3 separate regions of the Mus musculus genome follow, and regions 1 and 2 are each linked to region 3. Evidence: chromatin contacts called from public ChIA-PET and HiChIP or PLAC-seq data. All regions are on one chromosome and are shown on one strand. Each heading gives the region's core, a stretch centred on a gene start, on an enhancer-like site or on the middle of the called end of the contact. The rest is flanking DNA. Distances are from core to core; before and after follow the strand shown.

What was found. ChIA-PET counts read pairs in DNA pulled down with a chosen protein or histone mark. HiChIP or PLAC-seq counts read pairs in DNA pulled down with a chosen protein or histone mark.
Region 1: a contact with region 3 is called in an HNF4G HiChIP or PLAC-seq map of pancreatic cancer cells. The contact joins the enhancer-like site here to the promoter of Cmss1 in region 3. A contact is called at or near these places in 1 of 39 promoter capture datasets (embryonic stem cells), 6 of 484 Hi-C or Micro-C datasets (CD4 T cells, CD8 T cells, bone marrow-derived macrophages and 3 more), 9 of 115 datasets of contacts at active chromatin or transcription factors (bone marrow-derived macrophages, effector CD8 T cells, embryonic stem cells and 5 more) and 3 of 9 other capture datasets (adipose tissue, liver and macrophages).
Region 2: a contact with region 3 is called in an RNA polymerase II ChIA-PET map of effector CD8 T cells, with 26 read pairs. The contact joins the enhancer-like site here to the promoter of Cmss1 in region 3. A contact is called at or near these places in 1 of 39 promoter capture datasets (embryonic stem cells), 3 of 115 datasets of contacts at active chromatin or transcription factors (effector CD8 T cells, memory CD8 T cells and pancreatic cancer cells) and 2 of 9 other capture datasets (liver and pancreatic islet).

The regions. Positions count from the first base shown.
Region 1 is chr16:57,426,344-57,429,043 of GRCm38.p6, forward strand. All of the region lies in intron 1 of Cmss1 (cms small ribosomal subunit 1), which reads right to left. The region is part of intron 1 of Filip1l (filamin A interacting protein 1-like); the gene reads left to right. Among named protein-coding and RNA genes, the nearest start is that of Filip1l, 74 kb to the left of the region's middle. Within about 2 kb of position 1,353, at least 60 of the 459 cell types and tissues checked have an H3K27ac peak or open chromatin away from gene starts, as enhancers often do. A contact at or near this core is called in adipose tissue, embryonic fibroblasts and pancreatic cancer cells, where this site is marked.
Region 2 is chr16:57,469,884-57,472,583 of GRCm38.p6, forward strand. All of the region lies in intron 1 of Cmss1 (cms small ribosomal subunit 1), which reads right to left. All of the region lies in intron 1 of Filip1l (filamin A interacting protein 1-like), which reads left to right. Among named protein-coding and RNA genes, the nearest start is that of Filip1l, 120 kb to the left of the region's middle. Within about 2 kb of position 1,443, at least 91 of the 459 cell types and tissues checked have an H3K27ac peak or open chromatin away from gene starts, as enhancers often do. A contact at or near this core is called in effector CD8 T cells, memory CD8 T cells and pancreatic cancer cells, where this site is marked.
Region 3 is chr16:57,605,451-57,608,150 of GRCm38.p6, forward strand. Cmss1 (cms small ribosomal subunit 1) reads right to left here and starts at 1,417. Exons shown (of 10, transcript NM_025599.3): 1 at 1,216-1,417. The coding sequence starts at 1,276.

The sequences.
Region 1 (2,700 bases), core at 103-2,602, 180 kb before region 3:
AGTCCTGAACCCCCTGCTCTGGGAGAAATCCTGTTAAGTAAATGCACTTGTGTGCATGCATTGCTCGAATGAAAGCCTTGTAAGAGCTGCACCCCTGTCCCTGTTGTGAAAGCCAACACTGACATTCTTTATCATCAGCAATACCTTTAAAAAGCCTAATTTGAATTATGAGTGTTTCTGTACCAAAAATCTGAGTTTGATGCCTTACCTAAATAGTAGACATTTTCTGTCAAATTAAAAGAATATATATATATATATATATATGTGTGTGTGTGTGTGTCTGCTCAGTTTTCCTGATAAGGAAATGTGCGTAACTGAGCAGAAGAGGTAGGTCAGTCCAGACGGGAGCTGAGGCCATGCATAACCCGTCTATTATTCAGAATCTTGGGGGTTATTCACCTCATGGTGGCCTCTGGCCCAAAGTCAACTCAGAGGGTGCACTGCTTGTTTAAATCAGTGGGAAGATGTAGTGGATTCTTTCCATGACATCCGAGCACAGTAAGAATGCCACCATCAAGCAGGCTGCACGCTGTAAAGAAAGAAGGAGCCGATGATCCCCTACATCTGCCCTGCGAACACATTCTCTCCACACAGAAAGCCGTGCGTTAGCCCATCCCCGTCTCCTGCCTGCAGCGTTCTCACTCCCCCTCCACTTCCCCTGAGTTGTTATTGGATATATTTTTGGGATTATCTAGAAAAATCAGTGCTCTGATTCCTATCAGGAAATTATCTCTGCATGGGGGCCATGTCCACAAATTCCAATAACGGCTCATTAATGTAAGTGGGCAGCTAATGGCAACGGCGCTTCTCCATGTTCACGCTGTGAGTCAGGTTGTGCTTTCAAAGAAACATGGATGAACTAACATGCTTTACATATGAAATAGCTGGCAAAAAACCCTGGACTTTGGTACCATTCAGTCATACGCAAAACAGCCATTTTCCTCCATACTGCCACATCTCATTTGGAAGAAAATATAATTATTTCTTGAGAGAGGCACATCTTATAAAGTAATTCATGAAATAACAGCATTAGGGGAGCAGGAATGGGGCTGAGTTGCCTCTTTGTCATACGGCAGCTCTGTGCCTGACTTTAACTCTGGCCTCTCAGAGGCAGTTTATGAAATGTACCAAGCTCTCCAGTTCTCTGCAATCTAACCAGCTCCCATCTTCACACCTGCTTTCTGGGTTACTGGGGAAGAGTGGAGTGCAGAGAAGTTATTGGGCAGTAAGTGTCCAGAGTCAGAGTTAAGAATCCAAGACTTGCAGACAGCGTTGGCTGCAGGGTTTTACAATGTTGCAAGCATTAGTCACCAGCTTCAAGAAGATAACAGCAGACTCTAAGAACTGATTTTCAAAGGGGATCTGGAACTGAGGGTTTCAGTGGACGCTTTCCAGGCTAGCAGTTGCCAAGCCTGTGGGTTTTTCATTGGCTGCCATTTGATAGGGGAAAAAAATGGGAGGGCGAATTCTTTGAGGGCAAGTTCAGACAGTGAATAGTTCAAGGCTGCAGGCTGCTATGAAACTGGGAGCAGCGAATGGACACACAAACCACAAATGTTAAAGGCACAATTGGTTTGATTTTCTCCAAAGTTTTAACAGCTGAAACCATTCTACTACTATCTAACCATGATACTGAATAAAATTCATGTCTATAAAACAATGCTGTCCAGTAACATAACCGAGGCTAGCTTTTCCAATTACCCTTTTGTGGGAAGAGGGACTAGGACACAGGGAGACAGCTGTCTCACGCACGGCCAGCAATGCTTCAGTGGAAGGGGTGAATTTTCAGGTAGGTGGATGTGGATTTGTATGTGAGCCTAATCTCCTGTGGTTGTGTGACAGGACCTCAGGTTTATTTTATTTTTGTAAGGTTTTACTTATTTTGTGTACATGATACTCACTCTGCATGTACACTACATGTCAGTAGAGGACATTAGATATCATTATAGATGGCTGGGAGCCACCATGTGGTTGCTGGGAATTGAACTCAGGACCTCTGGAAGAGCAGCCAGCTCTGTTAATGGTTAATCCATCTCTCCAGGCCCTTAGTTTTATTTTCTATAGGAGAGTCAGACTTACCTAGCAAGATCATTGCAGAGGGTGGGAAAATAAGATAATGAATGTTATGTAGTAGCGGATGGTAAATACTAAACAACAACAACAACAACAACTACTACTACTACAACCACCCCTCCTAAACTGTCATTAGTGCCACACCCACACCCACTAAAGTTCCTGTTACAAGTAGCTACCCTCCTCTACCATCTATGTAATTATATGTAAAGTTAACAAACAGAACAAGAAAAACTGCATCTAGCTGCCTGTAAATAATCAATACTATTTTTAGTAATCTTCTTTATGTTTTTGAATTTACAGGTTATTTATAACAAAGTTTATTGCGATAGACTTTATATCAAAAAATAGGAATGTTTTGGGGTGTTCTATCAGTATGGTAGGAGACATTTTCTGTAGAAGCTCTACAATAGCTTCAAGATGATTTTACTAAAGGGGGAATCTGGCTAGCAGGCTCCTCCTCGCCTCCACCAGCCTTCCTGATGATCCCCTGATAATGCATACCATCAGCTGCCATTCCTAGTAAAACCCGCTGCTGGCTCTGCAGACCGTCTGGCAAGCTGTAAGTCATATGTCCTCTTCTCCCTTCTGCTTTTCTTCTCTAAGGGCAGATAAAACCTGCTTTTC
Region 2 (2,700 bases), core at 193-2,692, 140 kb before region 3:
CTGGGTTGGGGTCTCTTAAGAGGCACTTGGATCATGAGTGACCCACCCACTTGAAAGGATTGAAGTAGCTTCTTTCAGCCTGGGTTATAGTGAGATTGGCTTGTTCTAAAGTGAACCCTGCACATTCTTTTGGTTGTCTTGGGATTCTTCTTATAATTACTTCCTTTTCGTAGTCTGCACCAAGATAAGAGACAGCATGAAGCCATCACCAGAGGCCAATTTTGGCACCATGTTCTTTGGCTTCCAGAATATTTAGCCAAAATAAACCTCTTTTCTTTATAAATTACCCACTCTTGGTTAATCTGAATAAAAGCATGAGAGCAAAAAATTTAAAAAGCTGAATTTTAAAGTCTTTTCAAATTCTAGTTATCTTGGATTTGATATGTGATTCAGTGACAAGAACATTTGGAAATTCTGCTTTACTTTAAAAAACAATAAAGACACTTACTTAAAATTTTCACTCTAAAAAATTATTTACGAACACCACCCTAATCTATAAACATCAAAATAAAAATACTGTAAAAACATTGCAGCTTAGGGACTTTCCTACACAGCGAGGCAAACCTAACACCTTCCCTGTGGGCTCCTGCAACCGTGAGCTAGACTGAGAAGGAACTACTAGCAGGTAAGACCACTGTGCTGTATTTAAGGACTTGGTCAGAGACACTGAGAGGAGAGAGTAAGAGAACTGGACTCACGACAGCGGCCATCACAGAGCAGTTCAAGCCAACTTACTAAACTCTTCTCCGTGGACTTCATCATGGGCTCGTGAGCCACAGGGAGAGAAGACTGGGGAACAGGAAAAGAACTGCTGAAGAGGAGTGCAAACAGGACAGAAGAAAGACGAATCACCGTCAAACGTTTCCTAAAGTGTAGAGCTAGTGTACTGCGAGTGGAATTGGTAACAACAAACGCACATCATATTCAAACTGCTGAAATAAAACTGATGAAGAAGTGGCCAAGAAAAAGGGAGCAGTGGCATTATCCAGAGTTAAACAGAATAAAAAACTATGGCAAACATTTTCATACAAATGATGTAAAGTAGAAGACGATAATGTACAATCTTCAAGGTTCTTACAGAAAAACCACTGACTTGAACGGTGATTTTTGGAAGTTGGGTAGAGCATAAGTCCTGCTTGCAGTCTCGCACAGTTGTCTCACAGGGTTACTGCGTCTAAGTTTACAGGGTCTGTTTGTTATAGACATAGTTTAATAATTTTGAATGAAAGCCTTACAAATATTAGAAGCATCACACACTGAAACTAGACAGACCCAAAGTTTATACATCCCAAAAGATCTTAAAGTTGTTTTTAAAAGGAGGTTCATTGAATATCAAATGTCATCCAATTGTAAAATGCAGTTTCTTTTTATGTGTATTTATAGACAAGCAGGAACAAGCTACCTAGACCACAGTTTCCTGTTGCTCTCTTTAAGTAGATTTGCATCAGCACACACTTAGAGAGCTGTTAGACATATGAAGTCAGGTACTGTACTGCCATTTGTCTGCTCCCCAAAGAGAGTAAATAGACAGCATTAGTCCATTTTGGCTTTCTGAAGCTCACAACATATGAGTGAGAATATATTTTTGGTATGTTCTGGGAATGAATATATAATGTGTGTGTGTGTAACTGACATATAGTAATACATATATATGTATTCATTTCAGATTCTACTACATCAGCTTCTTGCTAGCCATTTTTTCTAAAACAGAAATATTTCTTTCTCCAAGTATCTCAATACTGTAGTCATTTTATCTTGTTACTTCCATTTTTCCCCCGTAGCATTTATTATCACATGAAGTATCACATAAATTGGCTTTTAGTTAAACTCCTATACTAGAATGCATGGTACTTGGGACTTTCTCTTTTGGTCTCCGCTGCATTTCCAATATCTAGAATATTTCCCCCAACCAAGAGTTGCTCATGGATTTGTTGGAGACAGAAATGCCCTTCACAGGGGGCGGAGAAGCACAGAACATAGAAGGCTGTGAATAAGGCTCTCAATAAGGCTCTCGCTTAGCTTCTCCTAGATCAGCTAAGGTTTGGGCACAATGGCTGGAACATCAGTAGGCACAGTATTATTGATTGCAATTATTTATTGCTTTTCTTATCTCCTTGGACTTGTCTGAGCAAGCCGGTTAGTATGGTAATTATTCCCTGGTTCTACCATTGCAAAACACCAAACAATGCACCCTTGTTTTCAGAGTTAAGAAGTGGTAGAGATGAATCGATCTGGGTGTAACCAGCACCAGGGTTCATGCCAAGGGGTGGGAAAGAGAGTGCCTACATGCTCACTGTCCGTCTCCTTGCCGTTCACTTCACCCATACAGATTAGCTCATTTCAGAGCAGCTAAAGCACCATTTTCAGTTGAAATTAAACTGAATGTATTTGAATTATATCCCAATTGTAACTTTCTCTCCAACCTGTTTGTAATGAGAGCTTCAAAGTCAACAAGGTGAAAGCAGGCTTCAGGAAAGTTTCAAAGGAACATCCTCCCACGGGCCCTAAAAACTGCAGCTTCACACCACAATGAATCAGCCAAGGTGTGACAGCAGAATCTGTGTGTACTGGCACCGACTCAGCCAGGATAAAAGTGACCAGGCCTTCTGTGATAAACTGCCCCTTCTATGTTATCCAATGGAAATACTCATATTGTCCAATACTCACAAGCAATCAGGAGTGAGTTCAACTTTCAAACTG
Region 3 (2,700 bases), core at 167-2,666:
GTTACAGATTACCTGACTTTTAGCTTCCTACTTCTGTCATCCCTAGTCTAGTCTCAACCCTGGGATCCAGACTGCCACTCGCCACTGGACTGACACTCTACTCTTCTGTTCCCCTTAAATCACAAAACCCATGCTGTAACTTTCAGTTTCACACTGAGAAATGGTCTAAACGTGTTAACTCTGTTTGCTATCATGTGAGATGGTACTGAGATCAAAATAAATGGAAATATGACATTGACCCTACCATCTAAAACTAGAGACAGGTGGACCTTGGATCCTTGGAGGGTGACTTGAGACAGTAACAATAGAAGTAGCTATCGCATGGTTAAGTCTTATGGGGCATGAAATGTTCAAGGCCACTGGAGTGGGGGGGTTACTTAATGCTACTTTACTTGAAAATAAAATGCCTACTGCACACAGAATGGGTACACATAGTACACCATAATAGAAACTGTTGGAGCCGAGCAGTGGTGGTTCACACCTTTAATCTCGGCACTTGGGAGACAGAAGCAGGCGGATTTCTGAGTTCGAGGCCAGCCTGGTCTACAGAATGAGTTCCAGGACAGCCAGGGCTACACAGAGAAACCCTGTCTAAAAAAAAAAAAAAAAGAAAGAAAGAAAAGAAAAGAAAAGAAAAGAAAAGAAAAGAAAAGAAAAGAAAAGAATTTGCTGTAAAGCAGAAGAGTTAAGCCCCTTGCTGGCTCGAACTACACATGATAAAGAACACGCTACTTTAATATTTTGTACATATACTACACGCCAAAAATTGTGTTGTGCTATACAACTTTAAATTACCTTCACTACATCTTCACAATTTTTTGGAGAGAATTACTCCTTTCACACGTGAGGAAAAAGGAGAATGTGTCGGAGTATCAGAGTCTGTGATTTGAATTCCCAATCTGAACCTAGTTCAGGGATTACTGGTAACCACTATGACAAACTGTACAGAAACGGTCTATCTAGTCTCAAGAAAATAGTAAAAAGTCTAGAAAACCAGAGCGCAGGAAGTAGCCCTCTCAGACTGGCAGGCGGCGACGGGGTCCCTCTCGTTCCACGTGTGACACGGTGTTGTCCCTCCCCAGTTCCCGCGCCGTCCCATGTTCCCACGGCTCCGCGCTCCACCTCCGGGCAGACCGCCACGACTGCCACACGCGGGTAAGGCAGCTGAGGCGAGGACCAGGGCAGGAGGAACGAGGGAGGCGGGCGAGAGCTTACCTGGGCTGCTGGCGGCTGCCGGCTGGTTCTCCCACCACTCGTCTCCCAGATCGTCTGCCATCCCCGTGAGACCCGGACGCGAACTGACAACCAGATGAAAGCAAGGCGGCCGCTCGCGCTCCTGGGCTCAGCTTCACTGGCGGCGTTAGCAACGCTACACGCGGAAAAACCAAGGAACTCCGTCGCCCGCGCCACTGGAGATGACGTCACAGACGCCACGCCCCCCCAGCTGCGGCAGCCAGGGGTGTCGCCGTTTCCACACAGGCTCAGACGTTCAAGATCGGCCTAGAAACTCCAAATAAATGCTCTGTTGAGCCTAGAAATACAAGAAAAGAGTTACCATCGGTTTGGGTTATTTTTTTTTAATATTTAAGTATTTTGTTTTGGTTTATGGCCGAAAAGCCGATGTCGAAAGTGCAAGAACGGATGCTAAGACGATTTTTCTCTGTTGGATTTCAAAGAGCTTGCACCGCGGGAGGAGACCCGAGCACGTGGATGTGTTTTCACTTGGTTGTCAGGGTTCTGGCGTTCCAGCGCCTGTGCAGTTTGTCCTTAGAAACGCACCTGAGAGTTGCTGACGATGAATGTCGGAACTTGGTTGTACATGTGAACGTTGCTGCTCTTTTTCTACAACTTAAGAGGGACGAATATCCTGAAGACCTGAAACATACCACTTCTCTATTTAAAATACTTAATCAGGTTTTGATATTCTCTTTAGAGGACTTGGATTGTGATCTGTCCCATTCAGTACCATGGCCCTTGGAACATGAATAGAACTTGGGGCCTGGTGTGGTGGCGCACGCCTTTAATCCCAGCAATCTGGGAAGCAGAGGCAAGCAGATTCCTTGAGTTGAAGGCCAGCCTGGTCTACAGGGGAGTTCCAGGACACCCAAGACTCTGCAGAGACATCCTGTGGAGGAGGAGGAGAATTGTTTTATTCAACAGTACATTTGTTTCTGTCATCTCCATTAGCCATCTGCCTGACAACAGGTATTAAGAGGTCAGGAAGGCCACAGGCCAAATGCAGCGATTGAGTTGTTTGTACCGGTGCTCATAAGTTACTTTTATAGTAGAACGCTTTGGACAACATAAACTAACCAGAAAGAAAGAGTGGCTTTAATATGGTGCGTCTATACATTCATACTTCGTGTATTTGCTAATTCACCCTTTATAGAAAAAAATACAAGCTCTATTGAATAAACAATATAAATTGTATCTTCCCTTTAACTGTTTTGTTACCAGTAAATAGATATCTGGGTTTATAAGTTAGCCTACCCTAACCCCACCTCCAACTCCAACACCCATATCTGGTACTGTAGAATCCAAAATAAGTTCAAGACCACCCAGCCTCTTCCCCTCTGAAGGGACTTTCAGAAACATAGCAGTCAAAATGACTGAGTCTACAGCTGCCAAAACAAAATGAGCTGTTCTTAGAAAAATAACCATAACAAGATAGCAATTTCCAGAGAAATCCCCCTACCCTGC